3 separate regions of the Mus musculus genome follow, and regions 1 and 2 are each linked to region 3. Evidence: chromatin contacts called from public Hi-C and promoter capture Hi-C data. All regions are on one chromosome and are shown on one strand. The core of a region is the stretch at or near the end of the contact, and the rest is flanking DNA. Distances in the headings are between cores, read along the strand shown.

Region 1 (4,803 bases), core at 2,176-4,675, 280 kb before region 3:
CTACCAACAGGTCAACCACACCCTTACTACTCCAACAGCTAGTGCTCGAAAGGCTGAAGGGTCTCTAAGAAAAAGCAAGGCCCCAGAAGCAAAGGGTACAGGATTGGGGGAAATCTCTGGGCTTAGATGTAGGCCCTCTTGGAACAACCTGATACATTTCATCAATCTGGACAAGTTCTTGTTTGTTTGTTTGTTTGTTTGTTTGTTTGTTTTTCGAGACAGGGTTTCTCTGTGTAGCCCTGGCTGTCCTGGAACTCACTCTGTAGACCAGGCTGGCCTCAAACTCAGAAATCCGCCTGCCTCTGCCTCCCTAGTGCTGGGATTAAAGGCGTGCGCCACCACCGGCAATCTGGGTAATTTCTTAATAAAACTAGTTTTTTTAAAAAGGCATGGTGGCGCACGCCTTTAATCTCAGCACTTGGGAGGCAAAGGCAGGCGGATTTCTGAGTTCCAGGACAGCCAGGGCTACACAGAGAAACCCTGTCTCAAAAAGAAAAAAAAAAAAAAAAAGGCATCAACAGTCTAAAATTTCATGTTTACAAATCATAGCAAATTAACCCTAAATTATTCATACTTGCCAAAAACTGGAATAAAATCAAAGGCCTCCCAAAAAAAGAGCAGGCAAACAAGCAGGGCACCCAGGATGACCCTGAGCAGCAGGCACTGAGCTAGCTCCTCTCAGGGCGAGCACACAGACATCCGAGAGCAGGGAACAGGCAGTGGCGAGGGAAGGGGGTCGTACTACCAGAGGACACGCTCAGTGGCAGCAGTGACCCAACTCCATGCCTCTTCCAAACCTCAGAGGTACCTGCCCAGCAGGAAGTGTGCTAAGTGCACGTTACACTCTAGCGTGAAGAAAACCAAGAACACAGAACATAGAAAACAAAGAAACTAAAATGAGACTAAAACATTAATAAAAGAGAAAAGCTATAGAAAACCACCCGCCACGACAGGAGCGCTGTGAGGAGGGAGAACATCACGGAGGCCATTGCTCCATCTGTGCCAGCTACTCAACAACTTTGCTGAACAAACCAACTGCCTAGAACACAAACCCGTACAGCTCGCTCAGGAGCAGAGAGCCTCCTACACCCGTGGAAGACAGTGATGCAGGCCTTCCAACAATGGCAGTTCATTGGTGGTGGACTGTGAGAGCCTCGTTTTCTCACACCACACACACACACACACAGTGATAGGGTGTGTATTATAAAAGTATAAACAGTAGGGACGGCTCGGCAGTTAATAGGTTAATACGTACTGCTCCCAAACCCACAGGGATGAATAAATGCCCCTAATTCCAGCCCAAGGATCAGATGGCTTCCTCTGGCCGCCACGGTACCTGCGCTCATGCACATACATACCCACACACTGACACACAATTAAAACAGGACTGTAAAAGCCACGCATAAACTACAGTAGAGACTGACACATCTCTGCTGACCCACAAGGTACAATTTAGGCAGGCAGGTAAAGCCTGAACCGAGCGAAACACACAGGCACAGCAAAACTTCCAAATGTTTTATTGAAATAAAAAATTTAAAAACTGGCCAGATGGATCAATGAAAAAACAAGTGGTTTAGAGGGTGACAACAGCTCAGGGGTACTGCTCTGCTCGAACTCTCGATAAGAGGTTTAGGGGTGACAACAGCTCAGGGGTACTGCTCTGCTCGAACCCTCAATGGGATAGCAAGCATGGACTGTGTGTGCAGACACCGATCTGAGCAGAGCAGACGCAGTTGCTGCGGAGCCTGCTGTGTGCTTTTCCATGGACCTGTTCCCTGAAGATGTCCAAAGCGAGCGCTCTCCCTGCACGCCAGGCTGTGCACACAGTCCTGGGAGTGGCTCTGGCCATGACAACCATCCTTGGTACTAACATGGATCCACGGCTGAGGCTGCATGGTGTCGACTTGACTCCCGAAGGGACGGAGACTGAGAAAGTGGTCACTCACAGACATGTGACCACACTCCAGTAACAGTCCTGGTTCCAAGGCCCACCTCCACGTGTGTCCCCAGTCATCAGTACCACGTGCTAGCCACGGCTAGTGCGGCGCACCCTTCTAGTCAAGAAGCAGGTAACTGGGTTTAACAGCACTGTAGTCTCCTGAGCATTGCTAGCAAAGGACGGGTCCTGAGGGCAGTCTAAGGAATGCCTCCCACCCTTCAGAGCAAGGGCTACTGTACAGGCCAACCTCTCTGGGGCTGCTGGGGCCAACTCCTGGCTCAGACACGAGCTTCTGCCAGGGAGGAACTATTTCTGCTCAGACCTCCAGTTCTATTTCTCCCCAGTAAGAGTGAACTTAACACAGTCTAAGCATTGCAAACAAATGTTGTGTGGCCTTGAGCGAGATTACATCACAATGAACTAACAGCATTACCAAGCATGTAGCAAGAACCAAATCTAAGCCATTCATTGCTTTACTAATGGTGACTCTAAATGGTTTGTCTTGTTTTGGGAATCTTCCATTCTGGTCCAAAAGCACTGGGAGGTCACCATGCTGAGCTGTATTCAAGGACCGATCGCCATGTCCACCTTCTTGCTTCTAACAATGTTCACAGAATCATGGCCAAGCAAGGCCCTGTAGTCAGAAGCACGCTGTCTGTGGCACCAACTCAGTGAGGTGTGGCTGCCTTTCTGGGTCTTGATTTTTATTTTATTTTTTCACTTGTCTAGTCCCCGCTCCCTTCAGCCCCATGCACCGTCACACATCTTAGCAGACTCCTCTCCTGTTTGCACCTCCAGTTTTCTCCCAACTACTTCCAGCTTACAGACTAACTCAGAGGCTCACATCCTCTTCTGGTGCCTCCAATCAATGGCTGAGCAGCAGCGGCCAAGTGCACTGCTTCAACCTCCCTTCTGATATATCTGACATATCTGATATATCTGACATATCTAACATATCTGACATATCTGACATATCTAACATATCTGACATATCTAACATATCTGACATATCTAACATATCTGACATATCTGACATATCTAACATATCCTCACTTACTGAGGAGGCTCCTTTGGTATGAGATTCTCCCTCTACATTTTTTTATTGTTCTGACCATTCTGCTTCAAGTTGACGATACTGTAAAGCCAACATACACCGTACTCCTCCCACAGTGATAGTCCTGGATATCAGGCAAGACTATACCATTTGAGGTAATCAATGACTAGTGGCATTATTTGCCACTGCCTTAAAACCACAAAGTCCCTAAGTACAAGTATATTCACAGCACACACCTGGGCTCAAAATAGTAAGGCCACTGTGTTCCTAGGACCTGCTGTGTCAGGCACACACAAAAGCAACAGCTACTGTGATACTGTTGACAAAGGAAATGCATACGTGGTCTCCATCCTCACTTCCTGGCACATGGCTTCTAAAAAGCCTTGGGACCTTCACAGAGATAAGAGTGTTCTTTGCATGTGCAATTATAAGATATGGGGTGCCTCCACAGACCCATGCTCAGAAAGGCTTGGTCCCCAGCTTGGCAGTGTTGGGGGCAGGGCCTGTGTGCCTTTCCTGTTTTGTGCTTTTAATGCTCCAAGTCGCTGTAAAATGCCCAGTTCTGTGACATCTTACATTTCTACTCAAATGCTTTGCTGTGTCACAGGTCCAACAGCAACACAACTGACAGACTGAAACCTCAGAAACTGTCAGCCAAGATAAACTCTCTTCCTTGTAAACTGGTAGTCTCAAATTGTGAAAGCAGTAAAAAGTTGACTAACACAGGAGACCCATAGACCCATATACCTGAGGCTCTCTGGTACCCAGCACATCACAGGACACCCGTGAGATGGTTAACACACACACACACACACACACACACACACACACACAGGGCATTGCCAAGCACAGAGCTAACTACTGAAAGACCAGGCAGGATCAGGGGTTGGGACTTCCAGCTCTTCATCTGTGTGCTTGTGTCCTTTGTAATGGGGCAGCAAACAGGACAAGTGTTTACCCCTGCAAGCTGCTCCAACAAATTAACTGAACCTGAAGAGTGTCATGGGAGCCTTGATCCAAAGCTCTCAGTCAGGAGCACAGGCTACAGCCATGGATGCACAACTAGCCTGTGAAGTGTGGGGATCTGGTGGAACTGAGCCCCCCAGCTACAGGTCTGCGTGGTCTCCAGGCAGAGGGCATTAGAGCTCTATTTAATCACAGCATGCCCAACCAGTGGTCCATGGAGACCTGGATGGCTGCTTTGTGACAGCCCCACCCCATGTTTGATGGCAAAGCCTCAGTGGTCTGTTCTGTGCCTGGGAAGACAGGCTCCTCGGTGTGGCTCGGAACCAGCCACACTGGAGCTTCTGTGGCCATGTTCCAATAAAACTTTATTTATGGGTAAAGCAATTTGAATTTCATATAATCTCATGTCACAAAGTATTCTTGTGATTTTTTTCCCCCTCAACCACATAAAAATGTAAACGCCATTCTTAGATCGTGAGTCACACAAACCTAGGCAGTACCGTTTGCCAATGCAGTTTGCCAGTCTCCAAGAGGCCCTGCCATCAGCCAGGGTCATCCAAATCTCACTAACTTGTTTGCTTTGTAGAAATCAACAAGCCAGGGCCAGCAACTAAGAACACTCACAGTCAAACCCTACAACCTGACCTCATTTTCCCAGAAACCAGATGGTCGAAGGGAAAGAACAGGCTCCCCTAAGTTGTCCACATGTGTGCTTTGGCACGCATGCACATCCCACAACACACACACACACACACACACACACACACACCTGTGTTTTACATAAATAAATGTAAAATACTACACAGTAAAAAAAAATCAGCAACAGTCAGGGAAGTCGTCGAAC
Region 2 (4,222 bases), core at 295-2,794, 360 kb before region 3:
CTGAGATATCCATCCTACAAGTCCCTCATGCCTATGACTTTTTTTTTGCACCACCAGCACCCCCTTTTTCTTGTATCCACAGTCAATCGCTCCCCTTCCTTAGGCTAAGGCAAAACAGACTATTCTCTTCCCTGACCCACCATTGCTAGCCATCGCCCCAGAAGTGTTTTCCTCCTGACCACACCTCCTGCTATACCCTCTCTGGCCTAGCACACTTGCACCTCCAGCTCCTCTGATCGCAGGGCCAACCTCAGGAAAGCCATCAGTGGGATTTAGTCTCTCCCTATGTTCCTGGCACTGGCTGTCATGTCTGTGGTACTCAGATGGCCAGATTGTGCGTCCTGATATCTGAGCTTGTTCACACCACCCAACCCAAAGCCACTTCCAATCAAGGCCTCTCCTCCAAAGCACCTGGCACAAGGGCTCTGTTTACTGTCCTGTCTAGACAAAGACATAAAATTTAGTGTCACCCATGACAGCGATGCATTCAACCTGCTCCTGGTGACACCACAGTAACCCTCAAACTCCATCTCAGCTTCTGCCTCTTCCATTCACCCCTGGGGTTCTCAGTGCGCTTCTATAAGGTGTTTAGGAGTCATCTGCCCACAGCAGGGCTCCTCCTTGTCAGGTACACCCACTCTCACTCCCACTGGTAGGTACTCCTCTCCCAGGACGCACAGGCTGGACCCACCCCTGCCCACCTGGAACTCCATTGGCTACAGCCAAAACCTGAGAATTCCCTTCCTCTTAGCAATTGTCCAGGCCGAATAGCCTGCTGCTGGCCAACCCATTCCATCATCTGCACACCATCGCTCCCTTGCTCGGTCACTGTCAAATACCAAATGTCACGAGCCAATTGGTAATGGGACAGACCCCAACCGCTAAGAGAGGAGTGCCCGGCCTTCAGAAAGCCAGAACCCAAGCCTTACGACCCCTCCCCCACACTCTGCCCTAGCCATGTTCCCAGAGACCCAGCCCAGGTCCACCTGGCCTGAGTCTCCCACGCCAGGCCCAAATGCCCTAGCAACCCTGCCCCCTGTTCAAGCCTCACACCAGAGAGAGATTCAGGGCCTCCAAGCCCTAAAATGCCTGTCTCTCTCTCTCTCTCTCTGACGCTTTGCAAGATACCCTCTTAGCATCTCCAAAGGAGAGGCTGAGGCGAAGGAGGGTCCTCTCCTCCTCAACCCCGTTGAGGAGGGTCTAATGGCTCCCAGCAGGTTGCGTTTCAGTTTGTCTTTTCCCACTAAAGGTTTCCCCAGTGGGGCTTGGGCCTGGTCCCGCCGCCATGCAGCTGCCCCTGCCCAGCCCACGGCCTGCAGCCTGGGGGCGGGAATAGTATAGGCCCACTGGCAGTCGCTACCGCTGCCGCTGCCGCTACCGCTGCCGCTGCCGTTGCCGTTGCCGCCGCCGCCTACCGCCCAGCTCTGCCGACCCGCTTGGCTCAGCCACCCGCCTCCTGCTGTCCCGCCGTTCGCATCCCGCGCTTACCCGGCCGGCCAGATGCAGCGCGCCGGCCGGCCCCGCCGAGCCTCCGCGCCGGGCCCAGGCGCTCCGTGCTGCGCTCCGCCCCTCCGCCGCGGGCACCGCCTCCGGCCGAGGCTCCGCCCCGCGCCCCCTGGACGCCCGGACCCCAGCCAAGAGAGGACCCAGGTCCTAAGGCTGTTGCGTAGTTCAGGTTGCCATGGCGACAACTCTGCGCGCTCAGGACAGGTGGCACTAGGTGACAGACAACCTAGCATCCACCCCAGACCCTGTGGTCAGTCCACTCGGCCTCACTCACAGCAAAAAAATTGTCAAAGAGTCCTCCTCACACCATGAAATGGCTCTGTATGTAGCTCTCCAAGCTCAGACCCTGACAGCCAATAAAGCGACTCTGCTTTCCTGCTTCAGGAAGACCTCTGGACTGGGACCCGCGGAGGTGGCTGGACAAAGGGGTGGGACTAAGTGCCCCGCTAGCTAGCCGCAGTTATACCTCCTGGCCAGACCTCAGCAGTGGCTCACAGGCTCACAGGGACACACACACGTTAGGGCCTAGATCCCAACACTGGAGTGTTATACTCTATGGGGAAAACCCAGCTGTGAGGCTTTCAGTCAGTACAAGGAGGGCCAAATGGGAGTGCATCGAGGCTCCAGGATAAGACTTCTCTCCAGGTCCTGCCTTCACTGAGTGACCCATTCCTTACCTGACAACCCAATAGCAGGGCTGCCCTGCCCAGAGGACAACAGGAGGCTAACTGGTTGCCTACGCTTCTTCCCAGAGCTGCAGCTTCGCTCTGCAAGCACTGAGGGCAAGAGAGCTGAAGGAACTTGAAGGGGGGAGCTCCTGTCAGCAGCCTAAATGACATTGGGTACACTTGGCAGCCAGCTCTGAGTGATGCATTCTGTTCTGGTGACCCTGGGAAGCTAGAATATCAGGCCATACTGGGTCACCCTCCTAGTAGGGGGTGGTTCCAAGATGCCCATCGTCGGGAGAGAAGGCTAAGGAACAGCCCTGTAGTAAGCAGTATGAGCCCCAACCAACCAGCTCTCTCCCCAGAAGTGCAACAAGACCCCGAAGCTCTCGTGTACCCAGGAAGAGGCCCTGCATCTAGCAAGGAAAGGTTCGATCTCCTCAACCTAGAGAACCAGGGGCCTGGGGGGAGAACACCCCTGACAGAGTCAAGCAGGAGTGAGGAGGCGGCTGGGAGGAGAAGGACAGGTGGCAGGTGGCAGCCCTGTCTGCTCTGTTTCTTCCTTCGTTCTCCTACTTCCTCTCAGCCACGGTTAACCCAACCCTCACCTAAAACCTGCCAGCTTGCCTCAGTGCTCTCTCTGTATCCCATGCCAGCATCCTCGAATCTGTGGGCAAACACAGGGAAAGGGGACGCTCCAGCTCTGCTCATAGTCAGGACCACAAAAGGAGACATCACCCAGGAACCATATGGGTGGGTGGTCCAGAGTCTTTACGAAGGTCCTTACAAGAGAAAGGCTAGGGTGGGTGGGTATGGGGGACTTTTGGTATAGCATTGGAAATGTAAATGAGCTAAATACCTAATAAAAATGGAAAAAAAAAAGAAAATCAGACCGGCAAAAAAAAAAAAAAAAGAGAAAGGCTAGAGGGTCAGGTCAGAGGGTGAGGAGGCTGCACCACCAGAAAGAAGGGGCCAGGGGTCAGGGGCATGGACTTCTGTAGAATCTGATTCAGTCAGCATATGGATTCTACAGGGCCCCAAAAAGAAGCAGCCTTGATACGAGCCTACTGGGGCTTAGGCCTGTACCACCACACAAGCAAACTGTATTGCTTCAAGCGCTTGCTACAGCCACAGTGAGAAACCAATGCATTTTCTGACCTGAAGCAACTCCACACAACTAAAAGGCAGTGGAGATTATTGCTGTGGCCACACCTGTAGTTCCGGCTCTCAGGACTGTCATGAGGGGGTAACGAGCCCAGGACCTAAGACCAGTATCTTAAAGCATGACAATATAGTACCTAAAAAATACATAAGTCAGAGACCTGTAGTCTCAGGTCTAGAGGGGGCTGACACGGTCACATTGGCGCAGGGTAGCCCATACAAAGTAGATCCAGAGGACCTTTTCAGGTTACCCAATTACAAGCCCACTCTGACCCACACAGCCTCTTGACTCGCCATCCTAGCCCAGCCATGGCTGTACTCCGTTAGATCTCTGGGTGGGATTCAGCTGTCCAGCCTCAGAGCACAACCTGGAAATGTGCAGGGCACAGTCACAAACTATGCTTCTTTGTTCAGAGAACGAAGAGAATCAAAATCAACAGGGCCCAGGGCAGAACAACACTGAAACTTTCAACTACACAAGAGCAGACAGTCAAGCAATACAGAAATAAACAAATATAGGTCAGACAGGGGATGCAGGGCTGGCTCAGAATGTGGAAAATAAATGATGTGATCTACTTACTATGCTAGCAGGAATCAAAAAACTACAGGGCTTAATGCACGCCTTTAATCCCAGCACTTGAGAGGGAGAGAAAGGGGGTTCTCTGAGAGTCTGTGTCAGCCTGATCTACATATCAAGTTCCAGGCCAGCCAAGGCTATATAGTGAGACCTTGTCTCAAGCAAAACAAAAAAAAAAAAAAAAAAAAACAAAATCAGAAACAAAAACAACAAACAACAAAAACAAAACAACATGTGCTCAAATCAAATGATCCAGCAAAAGTCTGCAGCCATCAAACGAACCAGAACAGAAAGAATATGCCTGATATCACCT
Region 3 (4,482 bases), core at 513-3,012:
AAACAGTAAGTCATTACAATAAATTCCCTCAATGTAGAGAGGCAACCCATAAGTTCTGTGATTCTAGAGAACCTGACTAGTACAGTTTCCTTTGGATTCTTAGCCTTACTAATAAAATAATTTAAAACTGTTTCAGAAAGAAGGTCATAAACAATTTTATTAAACTTAGAGGGGAAAAAAAAAAGACAGGATAAACAAGCTGAAAAACCTGTGGCCTCCAAGAGGAGATGAGAAAACTGTCTTTTAAGTCGGGCAAGGAGGTAAAAAAAAAAAAAAAAAAAAAAAAAACCAGAAAGCACAGAACCTCAGGAAAACTGTGTCTCAGGGAAACTGTGCCTTAGGCTTTTAGCCAGTACCCAAAAAGGAGATGAAAGAAATGAAAATGGAGCTGAGGGGGTTCAGCAGGAGTTTAGCACCAAGCCTCGAACCTAAGATCCCTAGGACCCACATGTAAAAATAGCGTAGTCAGGAACCCCACTACACCCAAGGCTGCACCTGGCAACCAGAACCCAGTGACATCGCTCACTCAAGATAGTCAGACACAGTCCTAGTACCCCATATCTACTGGACAGTATGTAAGCAGAGACCAAGAACAATGCTCTGTCCTGCACATCTGGAGAGAAGCCACCCTGATTTGCCCTGCAGCTGGAGAGTCTCCCTAGGATCCTGAACCTTCCAGGATCAGAGACTTATGTTAGAGCCTGGACCTGACCTTCAGCTAAGATACCTAGACAGGTGAGCAGTGTTGGGGAGACAGGCTTAGGACCACATAGGAATTGAGAGTGTGAATGACCCTCAGCATAATGAAACATAACTTTTGTTACACTACTTGTTATACTAACTACACGTTAGCTTACTCAAGACACTCAGGGATTAAGAATACTTGCTGTTCTGACAAAGGACCTGATAAGGTTGTTAGCACCCACACTGAAGCCCACAATCACTTGTAGGCTCGAACATGAAATACAGTCATACATGCAGACAAAACAATGACACACACAGATAAGTAAATCCAAAAATAATAGTAATTCAAAAGAAAAACCATGCTAGTATCCAGGTCAAAGTTTGATGGCATGCCTTTCCATCAAATAAAGGGCAAGTATGCCCAGGAATGGGAATGCATTAGTGAGCTTAGGTGAACCACGAAGCCACAAAGACACGATGTGATGTGTATGCCGTATACTTTCTCTTATGGCACCGGTTTTTCTCTCGAACGCTCATTCATTAGAAGTCCCGGTCGGAAGGAGTTTCCAGTCTTTTCCAGCAAACGAGCTTGCTCCCTGTGCTAATGTGGCATCCCCACTGAACATTCTGCATCCACTCACCTTCCCACCTCACTCCATCCCCCAACCAACGCCGTCCGGACTTGGTGTCCTCGTTAAGATCTTGTGCACTACCAGGACCTTATATTTTAATTTTTCTCAGTTGGAACTCGAACCAGGACCTGTTCAGGGATGCCACCACCGAGCCTCGTTCAACCCTTCTATGTCTCAGAGAAGGTGTAGACATCGGCCATGCCCAGGGCTGGCATTAACCGCCCCGCTGTGAGTCAGGAGGGCCAGGATAACGAAGGAGACTCGGGCACCGGCGCGAGGGGGCGCGGCAAGCACCCTGGGGGCGGGGCCAGGCGCAAGGAGACCTGGGAACTGGGGCGGTGGCCAGGCGCGCGGAACCCTGGGAGCGGAGCGCGCGGAACCCTGGGAACGGGTCGAGCCGTCGACAAACAAGGGATCGGGGGCGGGGCGGGGCGCGGGGAGACTTGGGAACGGGGGCGGGGCGGCCCAGCGCGCGAGCCTAACGGCTGAGGCCGAAGCGCGGGAGACGCGGCCGGCGAGGCTCCGCCTTGCGTGGGTTTGAACAAAGCTCCACCCCGCACGCCACCAATCGGCGCTCGTGCGGCGGCGCCATGGCGACCCTTTGTGGGCGCTGACCGATCCGGGTGCCCGAAGGAGTGGCGGGGTCTGCCTTGCGGCGCCGGTAAGTGTGTAGCTGGTTTGCGCCTTCGAGCTTCTGCGGCATGGGCGGCGTCGGCGCAGAGCACCCCCGGGGCGGTCGGGCGGCCTCAGGGTCCTCGGGCTTCCTGCGCCGGCCGCCCTTCGGCGCTCACGACGCCGCGGCGTGTTGAGTGACACATACCGAGAGCCGGAGCGGCGGGTCTGAGCTGGCCGTCCCGCCCTCCGCCCACGCTCCCCTGCTTCCGCTCTCTCTTCCTCCCGTGGCCTTGCCTTTCTCCGCGGTCCCCTCTTCTTTGGTTCACCCCGCGTCGGTCTTCCACCTCACCTTTCGAGCTGGCCGCCGCTTGCTGTGCGCAGTTTCGGGGGACTGGACCTTCCCTGGCTTTTAGCAGCGCCGAGCCCCAACCGTCTGTCTGCTGGCCAGGGACCGATTCCCGATTCCGGGAGGGCTGGGTGGGCTCCGTGCAGCCGCCCGCCTGGTGAGTGTTGGCCTTGCGCTCTTTTCTTTGTTTCTTGGATTTTCATTCCCTTGAGAAGTGTCTTGTGTTGCCTGCCCTTCCCCTACTGCAGTAGACCCCACTTCCTTCCAAACTCATCATTTATGGCCTAGTAGGTACTGCCTGGCATCGGTGGAACTTGGCCGGAACCCGGGCTCTGTCTTTGCTAGCCTGTCCTGAGGCCAATTGTAACTAGAAAAAGCCTCCAGAAACCTTTTCTAAAGTTTTTCTCCCCTAGGTAGGGTCACCAGGGAAGGGACTTCTTCCAGCACTTGAAACAGACGTACAGCACCCGCGTATTTCCTCCTGGTGGCCTTTGTATCTGACATACGAGATGGCAGAGCTGAGCTGGACACTGATCTAAACGATTCTGGGAAACGTTTTCTGCAAGCATAGTCGTTTGTCTCATCAACCTAATGCATTCAGAAATCTCCCCATTTTAGAGGTGCTAGTCTTAAAAGGAAGGCAGGCAGGCAGGCATAAGAAAGCCCCACATCCTTCCAAGGGTCACTGATACAAAGTCTGAAGCAGACGTAGTGGGACAATAAACTCCATCAAAGGACCATCAAGTTCACTGGCCCCAGGATTTTTCCAACTAGTCCCTCGCCCCAGTTGCTCTTTGAGGAAGTATTTTAACACAGTTGTGATTTTCGTTTTGTTTTTGAGACAGGGTTTCCTGCAGGCCAGGTTGGCCTCAGACTCACAGTGCAACCAGAAACAACCTTACTCTCCTTCTCTCTGCTTCCCAAGTCTGCCACCATGCCCAACTTGGAAACCATTAACTTGTGGTTCTCCTTAAAAAAATCCAACATCCAGATGAATGCTTGCTTGCGGTTACAATCCAAGCCTGGGTTGTCATAGATCTGCACAGGTAAAACCAAGACTCTAGTGGATGGTCAGAGCCCAGGAAGCTGCTCCCACATGGTCACTGAGGTAGGACGGCTCCAAGATATGATGGTTGTGGAGTCCTGGGCCGTCTCTTTACCTCAGGTTGTTGTAGGGTAGTTAGCACTCACTTCCACTTTACTGTCCACCGGCCTCAACACTATCTGAGCCCCCAGAATGCCTGGCTCTTGTTGTTCAGCCAGTGCTTGGGTGGGGAAAATTGGAGGGCACCATTGTGCCTTGACTTAGCTTTGGACTGAAGGAATGTCAGACATTTACCTAGACTTGGAAAGCGATTCTGGCCATCTGGAAATAGGTGTGAGATGTGGAACGTAATTTATACAGAACTTAGCAGGGAGAATTTCCTGTCGTCTTTCATTAGAAGGGTTAAGCAACATCAGGTCAGGCACACAGGTGGCCATGAGGAAGCTGTGCCCAGGCGGTGTAGGAAAGCCCTTTGCAGGTACCATTAGGGCTAGTCACAACCTGTGCTGGTGATGTAGGCCTTCACCCTCAAGCCCCCTCTTCCGTCTTGCTGTCTTTCTAGAAGCTACTCTGTCACCATCCTGTTCTCTTATGGCTTGTGTCCTAGAGTGACAGATAAGCAGACAAGAGTACATTTCATTCCAGGCTTAATTATTTTACTTTTATTGGTGTGCATGTGTATATATACCTTCTGGGGCCACAGAGGACATTGGATCCAAGGAACTGGAGGTATAGGGAGTTGTAAGCCATCATGTGAGTTCTGGGTACCCAACCTTTATCATCTGTCAGTGATGTTTCCAGACACCTTGTTTAAAATCTTTACATGTGAGGATGGTGAACAAGAAAGAACCAAAAAATCACAAAACAAAAATGTTCCACAAAGGCAGGTGTACGCCTTTAGTCCCAGCACTTAGGAGCCAGAGGCAAGACAGGGAGCGTTTGCTGGTTAAAGCTCTGCTGGCAAAAGTTGTGTATACCCGAAGGAAAAGGCACAGCGAGGAGTGTGTTTAATTTACAAAGTAAATCAGGGGTAGTTTGATAGCAAATATACATGGTGAGGGCATATGCTTCTTAGAAACCAGTTTTTTGATGTGTTTATTAAGGGCCTTCAAAATGGTTCTGCCCTACTACTAATCCAGAAGTTAAGAGTACAGAAATAA

Evidence for each region. Hi-C and Micro-C count contacts between places; a contact is called where the count stands out from the background. Capture Hi-C pulls out chosen DNA fragments and counts their contacts.
Region 1: a contact with region 3 is called in a Hi-C map of the G1E-ER4 cell line, with 3 times the contacts expected there. The contact joins the enhancer-like site here to the promoter of Cdca4 in region 3. A contact is called at or near these places in 3 of 39 promoter capture datasets (the C10 cell line, liver and pre-B cells), 2 of 484 Hi-C or Micro-C datasets (CD8 T cells and the G1E-ER4 cell line) and 1 of 115 datasets of contacts at active chromatin or transcription factors (stem cell-derived epiblast-like cells).
Region 2: a contact with region 3 is called in a promoter capture Hi-C map of adipose tissue. The contact joins the promoter of Tmem121 here to the promoter of Cdca4 in region 3. A contact is called at or near these places in 1 of 39 promoter capture datasets (pre-B cells), 1 of 484 Hi-C or Micro-C datasets (embryonic stem cells) and 1 of 9 other capture datasets (adipose tissue).

The regions. Positions count from the first base shown.
Region 1 is chr12:113,106,248-113,111,050 of GRCm38.p6, reverse strand. All of the region lies in intron 1 of Mta1 (metastasis associated 1), which reads right to left. Among named protein-coding and RNA genes, the nearest start is that of Mta1, 10 kb to the right of the region's middle. Within about 2 kb of position 3,425, at least 72 of the 459 cell types and tissues checked have an H3K27ac peak or open chromatin away from gene starts, as enhancers often do. A contact at or near this core is called in the G1E-ER4 cell line and liver, where this site is marked.
Region 2 is chr12:113,183,225-113,187,446 of GRCm38.p6, reverse strand. It overlaps Tmem121 (transmembrane protein 121), which reads right to left and starts at 1,544. Exons shown (of 2, transcript NM_153776.2): 1 at 1,489-1,544.
Region 3 is chr12:112,826,801-112,831,282 of GRCm38.p6, reverse strand. Cdca4 (cell division cycle associated 4) reads left to right here and starts at 1,762. Exons shown (of 2, transcript NM_001359234.1): 1 at 1,762-1,977. Gm52009 (apical junction component 1 homolog) reads right to left here and starts at 2,582. Exons shown (of 2, transcript XM_030247054.1): 1 at 2,573-2,582; 2 at 1,007-2,275. The coding sequence starts at 2,582. The coding sequence ends at 1,491.